2 separate regions of the Macaca mulatta genome follow, and region 1 is linked to region 2. The links are chromatin contacts, called in public Micro-C maps. All regions are on one chromosome and are shown on one strand. The core of a region is the stretch at or near the end of the contact, and the rest is flanking DNA. Distances in the headings are between cores, read along the strand shown. Region 1 holds the start of SLC39A10 (solute carrier family 39 member 10). Region 2 has its middle 150 kb from the start of SLC39A10.

What was found. A called contact is a pair of places that touch in the nucleus more often than the background predicts.
Region 1: a Micro-C map of CD4 T cells shows a contact between it and region 2, with 5 times the contacts expected there. The contact joins the promoter of SLC39A10 here to the enhancer-like site in region 2. A contact is called at or near these places in 2 of 14 Hi-C or Micro-C datasets (CD4 T cells and liver).

The regions. Positions count from the first base shown.
Region 1 is chr12:100,618,396-100,621,736 of T2T-MMU8v2.0, reverse strand. It overlaps SLC39A10 (solute carrier family 39 member 10), which reads right to left and starts at 1,671. Exons shown (of 10, transcript NM_001260918.1): 1 at 1,621-1,671.
Region 2 is chr12:100,463,556-100,467,168 of T2T-MMU8v2.0, reverse strand. No RefSeq gene overlaps it. Among named protein-coding and RNA genes, the nearest start is that of SLC39A10, 150 kb to the left of the region's middle. Within about 2 kb of position 1,303, at least 3 of the 40 cell types and tissues checked have an H3K27ac peak or open chromatin away from gene starts, as enhancers often do. A contact at or near this core is called in CD4 T cells, where this site is marked.

The sequences.
Region 1 (3,341 bases), core at 422-2,921, 150 kb before region 2:
CATCATTCTGTGGTTCATCACACAAAAAAGTTAAAAATCCCTACCAGCACATCGTTGTTTTATTTTCTTCACAGCACTTATCACTGATATTATGTATCTGTTTCCAGTAAGGAGCCACTGGAGTAACCAGTGTCTGTAGAATGTGCGTTGTCTGGCATGGATCCCCAAGATCTAGAAAAAGTAACTAACTCATATTAAGGTTCTCAAATATTTGTACAAGAGTCCTAATATAAAACAATACACAGGAGTCTCGAGTTGAGGCTTTCAATTGCATACTAAGTTAGAAGGAACTAAATTCTACATCTCCAGCTTTTCCATTACTTGCTTGTTCTTAATTATGTACAATTTAGATACATATCGAAAAAGAAAACACAAAGGAAATGTAAATCTATTACACTCTAGTTTTGCTCCAAGAATGACTCAGTTCCAATGTGAAATTAGAGGACTTAACAGCAAAAAGCATAAATTAAAGTTTTTTTAAGAAAACCAGTATAACCTACCATCCTTTTTGCTTTTTTCTAACATGTGTTTTGTGTCACTGTCACTTAGAATAGGTACTCGAGAGAACGACCCTTCCAACGGAGGGCTTCAGATTCTGCAGTGATATTTCTTCCTCGTGCCAGATCCTTAGTACAGCCCATGTGGACAAGCTCCCACGTGAACATTTCTTTACAGAAGCCACAGGAAAACCTTGAACGTCATGTCGCTCCTGCCCTGGCAAGGCCCCCCGCCCTTCTTAGCTAGGGCGTTCGGGGGACCCCAAGAGAGGCAAGGAGTTCAGCAGATCTCCAGACCCGGAGAGGCTGTGCACGAAGGTTCCTCTACACGCTCCCTCTGCCGCGCCCCACATTGCTCTCCACCTAAGGGCTTTCCGGAACAAAGCCGAGCTGCCGCGCCACCTCCGGCCCACCCGGCCTGTCCCACCGACCCGGCCCCACCCTTGCCCTCAGCTCCAGGGACCCCCAACAGGCCGAGATCTTCACTACCCCGCGCTCCGCCTCGGCTTTTCGGTTGGTCCGGGAGAAAACTAGTAGGAGCAGAGGCGCCGCCGTCCGTTAGCCTCGGTCCGGAACAGCGGCGCCGAGGCTCCATCCCGGGGTCCCCTGGCCCCATTATACACCAGAGAGGACGACTAGACAGGAAGAAACCGGGTCGCTTGGTCGCCAAGCCCCCGAAGACCTGCCCGCCCGCGCCGGCGACGCCATCCGCGGCCGGCGCGCAGCCCCCTAACCGCCGCCGCCCGCCCAGCGGTCACTCCCCCACCCCGGGCGCGGCCCGCGAGGCTCAGCCAACCTCCACAGGAGGGTGAGGGGGGCGCGAGGCTCCGCACGCGGAGCGGACGCCGCCGGCTCCCGATCCCGCGGCCCGCAGCAGCCCAGACCGCACACGAGGAGCCGAGACGCCCAACACGCTGCCCACCACGCGCTCTGCTTCGGCTCGCTGCCGCCGACTGCAGCAGCCGCGGAACCCCAGCGCCCGCATCCCCGAGGGACCCAGCCCCGACTCCCCGGTTCTGTTCTCCCTTTCTACCCCCGCGCCGTCCCGGGACTCGCAGTCTCCGCCGCGCACGGGGCCGGTTCTGGGGGAGGGAATGTAAACAAATCGGGGTTTTATAGTTACCTCACACTCGAGTGCCGTGTGCATCTCCTCTCCGCTCGGTACCAAACCCCGGCTGCACCAAATCGTGTATTCACCAAAGCCGACTGCGCTAACTGCGTCGCAGAAACCCGCGCGTCAGACACCCTGCTACGCTAGCGGCGTACAAGGGCCACTCAGCTCCCTGCGCAGCCGCACCCCGTCCGCCTATGGGTGCTACGCTATGGGCGTACACGCGCCACCTAGCTATTCACTTCGGATAACGCCAGTTGCGTAAAGGAGCCGCACTACTCACGGATTCCACACGGATCGTCCGAGCAATAGGAAATTCAAGTATACGCAAACTGCGGAGTTCCGTGTCTCCGCGCTAGTTTTGTTCCAAGAAAGAACGCCGCGGGGGAGTTGGGGCAGCTTCTTAACGCATGCGTGGAGCGCCCTTTATCATTCGCCTTTTCTCCTGGCTTTAGAACGTCGGTTGCTGAGGCCTTGGGCGAGTCGGATGAGTAATGGAAGCTCTAAACCCAAATGCTGTAGCCAAAAAGCTTCAGAGTGAGCATCTGGAATGTTCATCTGTATACGAGTTAAACATCTACGTTAAGTTAATCCCGCCCCCTTTGTTAAAGAAACCTTTTCAATCTCTTAGGGCGACAGCGAACTTTATTTAGTGCTAAGTGCGAGGTGTTTTGCCTAGCTCCCCTCCCACCCATTTAATTCTAGACCACACTTACTGCGGGTCTTCCAAGCCAGAAAGAAAGAGTTGAGTCCTGAGAACATGTCACGCATTTAGACAAATTCTCGAGGCTTTTGGTAACTTTCCAAGGTCTTCACCCCTCTACTCCTCAATTGATTTATTATTTCTTAACACTCTATGAGAAAAGAAATCCCGATCTGGCCAAGCAGTTCCATGGACTTGTGCCTACACCGTGCTCATTCTTGCCCTTTGCTCGCACCATACCTCTCATCTAAATTGTCTCCTCCCCTCTTAAGCAACCACCAACCCACATTTTCTTAAAAGGTGACTCTGGACATCTTTTGCTTCATTACTCTGCTTCCTGGCTCTTAATCCACATGTTGAGGCTTATCTGCATTCCGCCTGGGGTGCCTGGGTTTCTATATCCAACCAGAATCTACTTAATAGAGCGAGTTATGGGGGTGCCTTACTGGTGTCTAGTAGAGAACATAAAACCATGAACAGCAGTAATCGCAGGCTTCACTATGTGTCAAGTACTCCCCAAGTGTTTTACATATATATAAATTTAATCCCCATAATACGGTGAGGTAGGAAACTGAGGCACACAAATCTTTAACTTGCCTGGTATCACAGAGCAGGTAGAGAAAAGAGTTGTGATTTCCAAACCCATTCAGTATGGACGGCTAGGTAGTCCCGCTAACCTGCATATTATACCTTCATGAAAGAAGATTATTTTTTGTTTTGTATCTCTACAAAAAATATCAAAACAACGAAAATTGTGCTTAATAAATGCCTACTGATTGCCATGCGTAGTTCAGAACACTGAACTACTCATATGCCCTTTTCCTTGTTTCAAAGCCAGGGCATGAACCTCACTTCTGCTTACAAAGGGAGAAGTGCTGACGTGTGGAGGAAAGAGATTAAGCCTGAGTCCTAGTTTCAAGTCTCACCATTGCCACTAAATGTGAGACAACGGCTGTGGTCCTCAGATTCATTGATAGATTAAGGGGATTGTTTTAAATATATTCTAAGGTTCATCCTAGAACTAAAGTCC
Region 2 (3,613 bases), core at 54-2,553:
ATTAGCAGTCCTCACTCCTGTTGAGAATAATGTGTCTCTCTAAGCCTTAAAGGCTGCAGTGTGATGAAGGCGAAGATGCTGCATCGGGAATTCCAGTAGCTTTAAGTAACTGCCATTTCAGCCAAGAACTTTGGAAGACTATATAGATATGCACAATTTGGAAAATATATAGGAGTGGGGAGAGTGCAGTTTTAGATAGCAATTTGCGTTTCTGGTTACAATCAGGGCACAAAGTGATAAGACAAAAGTTTCCATACTCTCATTTAAAAAATCGCTGGTTGTCAATTTTCCAGACTTTTCTTTGTTCAGAGAAATGTTTAGTTATTGTATGGCCAACAACCATTCTCTGGGATTGGCTGGTAAATTTTGAGGTGATAGAGGCCAATTTTAACTTTAGGCTTGTGATTTGTGGATATTTTCTTTGAAATGTTCTTTGAATGAGCAGTGAAACTGCTCATTCATCTATGTAACACATATGGTGAAATGTGTACTATAAGCAATGCACTGTTTAAGAAAATAAAGCGGTAAAAAAAATTTCTTGCCCTAATGGGGCTTACAGTATCCTAAGGAAGATAAGCAAATATATAATATGATTCTGAGAGTATTAAGTGCTGTGATAAAAAATGAAGTGGCACAATCGATTGTGTCTGGAATGCTATTTTGTGGCCACCAGAGAAGATCTCTTCCTCCAAGAAGGTGACATTAGAGCAGAGATGGAGATTCGGTGAGGAAGTCAGCCATGTCTCCTCTTAGATGAGGGCTTTCCAGGTAAAGAAATCAGCAGGGATGGAGGATTTGAAGTAGGCACATGCTTGAAATGTTTGAAAAATTACAGGGAGGTGAGAGTGACAGGAGCAGAGTGAGTGGGGTGGAGAGGCGGGGAAGACTGCCAGGAAATGGACCAGGGAAGCAGCCAGGGGCGAGATCATGCAGGTCTGGTTAAGGACTTAGAATTATTTTTCAAAGTGTGGTGGGAAACCTTGGAGAGTTTTGATATGAAAAGCCACAAGATCTAGTTTTCACTGCAAAGAGTCTCCTGGGCTGCTGCTTGGAGAGCCTTCTTTACGGGGAGCAGAGCAGAAGCAGCTGTGAAGCCCTTGGTTGAGGATCCCTTTGCTCCCAGCAATGAGCTCCTTCATGGGGGCAGCTCCCGGGAGAGCAGCCTGCCCCTGGACATCCTTGGATCCCCACTCTGAGCTACTGTGACCAGAGCAGAAATTCTCTGCTCTCACTATGAAGCTGGGACAACTGTGTTTCTAACCCCTACCTGGAGGAGCGGATGTGCTTAACCACTAAAAAGCACCACACTTGGTGGAAAGATGCTGTAGTGAATTTCATTTTATGTTGGTTGTATAATCTGGGCTGGGAACAAAACCACCACTTATAAGATTGTTTCTCTGGGGACATTATTTCCAAGATCAAATCAACTGACTTAAGAATGTGTTGTATACTAAGAATTAATTTTGGTAATTGGAGAACTGACTCTTTTTCTAACGAAGAGTTGAGAACATTATCCTAAGGAAGATGATTAACACATTAAGGATTAATAACACCTAGTGAACAACATTGACATAAAAAAGAAATTAAGGTTTTTTTTTTTTTTTTTTTTTTTCTTTTTGAGAGAGAAAGTTATACGAATGACTAGAAATACAGGTGAAATCAAATTGATGTCTGAAAAATTTTCGTCTTCGAAACTAAATAGAATATTTCAAGAAAAGTAATTTTATGGGGAAACTTCTTACAATAACCTTACAATTAAGTATAAAGGCTTTGGCTAGTGTCCTTTGAATGATCTCTGCTTCTCTCAACTAGTATGGGTAAATGGTATTGTATAATATGACACTTGTTCAATATTGAACATCATTCTGTTGGGGGTGGGTGGGCATACATTCTCCAGTGTTCAATGATTTTTAGCAATTTTATATAGTGTCTCAGATGTTAAGATGTTAAGTTCGTGTAAGTATTGTTCCTGAAGTACTGTATATATAATAATAAACATATTGAACAGTATTTATATGTACTTTATTTGAGACAACAATTTAGTGGTAATTATTTCTTGTACTTTGTTAAATTACAGATGGAAGGTCTTCTTTATTATCATTGTTGTCTGGACCAAATCTTGCAAAATGGTTCACAGACTGTGATGTTAACATTGAACCAAAATTTTACTAAATGCTCTGCATTTTACAAGGCTTACATCTGTGATGTGGAAAAAAGTCCCAGTGGGACATAATATGTTTTTAGTTAAATCTTGTAGATTACTCAGCTCTATGGTTCTTATTTGGGTAATACCAAAGAGATTATACCAGTATCTTTGCAGCTATAAAAATGTATAGCTGACTGCTAAATTTCCTAGAGAGATCCTGTTTGCTTTTTCAAGACCAGTGAGGAGAATTTTAACATGTAATTCCATTTTTTTATTACATAAAAATTTGAGTTAAGCTGTAACTGAATGACTTGTTTATTCATGTAATTATTTGAAAGGAGAAAATGACTAGTGAAGGAAAAATAAGTGAAGAAAATAACCTTTCAGCCAGACTGGAGAATGTCTGTATCCCCAAGCACAGAAATCACTTTCCTCTCTAACTTCTCTTTCTCTGTTAGTAAAAAGTGACTCTTGACTGTCAAATTTCATTAATTAAAAAAAAATCCCATGAGGTTGGATTGAAGTAGCCTAAAGGTAGGGGAGAAATGTTACAGCTCTTAAAGGTGGTGTGTCCACAGTTCTTTGTTCCTCCCGGTGGGTTCGTGGTCTCACTGACTTCAGGAATGAAGCCGCAGACCCTCATGGTGAGTGTTACAGCTCATAAAGGTAGTGCCGACCCAAAGAGTGAGCAACAGCAAGATTTATTGTGAAGTACGAAAGAACAAAGCTTCCACAGCGTGGAAGGGGACCTGAGCAGGTTGCTGCTGCTGGCTGAAATGACCAGCTTTTATTCCCTTATTTGCTCCTGCCCACATCCTGCTGATTGGTCCATTTTACAGAGTGCTGATTGGTGCGTTTATAATCCTTTAGCTAGACACAGAGCACTGATTGGTGTGTTTTTACAGAGTGCTGATTGGTGCATTTACAATCCTTTAGCTAGACACAGAGCACTGATTGGTGTGTTTTTACAGAGTGCTGATTGGTGCATTTACAATCCTTTAGCTAGACACAGAGTGCTGATTGGTGTGTTTTTACAGAGTGCTGATTGGTGCATTTACAATCCTTTAGCTAGACACAGAGCGCTGATTGGTGCGTTTTTACAGAGTGCTGATTCGTGCGTTTACAATCCTTTAGCTAGACACAGAGCGCTGATTGGTGCGTTTTTACAGAGTGCTGATTCGTGTGTTTACAGTCCTTTAGCTAGACACAGAGCACTGATTGGTGTGTTTTTACAGAGTGTTGATTGGTGCATTTACAATCCTCTAGCTAGACAGAAAAGTTCTCCAAGTCCCCACTCAACCCAGGAAGTCCAGCTGGCTTCACCTCTCATAAAGGCTTCTGATACTGAAAGAGAACACACATGTTGTTCCCACATAAAAGTAACTCCTTTATGTAATTTTCCAGAGCAGTATTTATAGGGGCAGAAGAAATTTTTGATCTGTTCAGGAAATCTATAATATCTGCCTA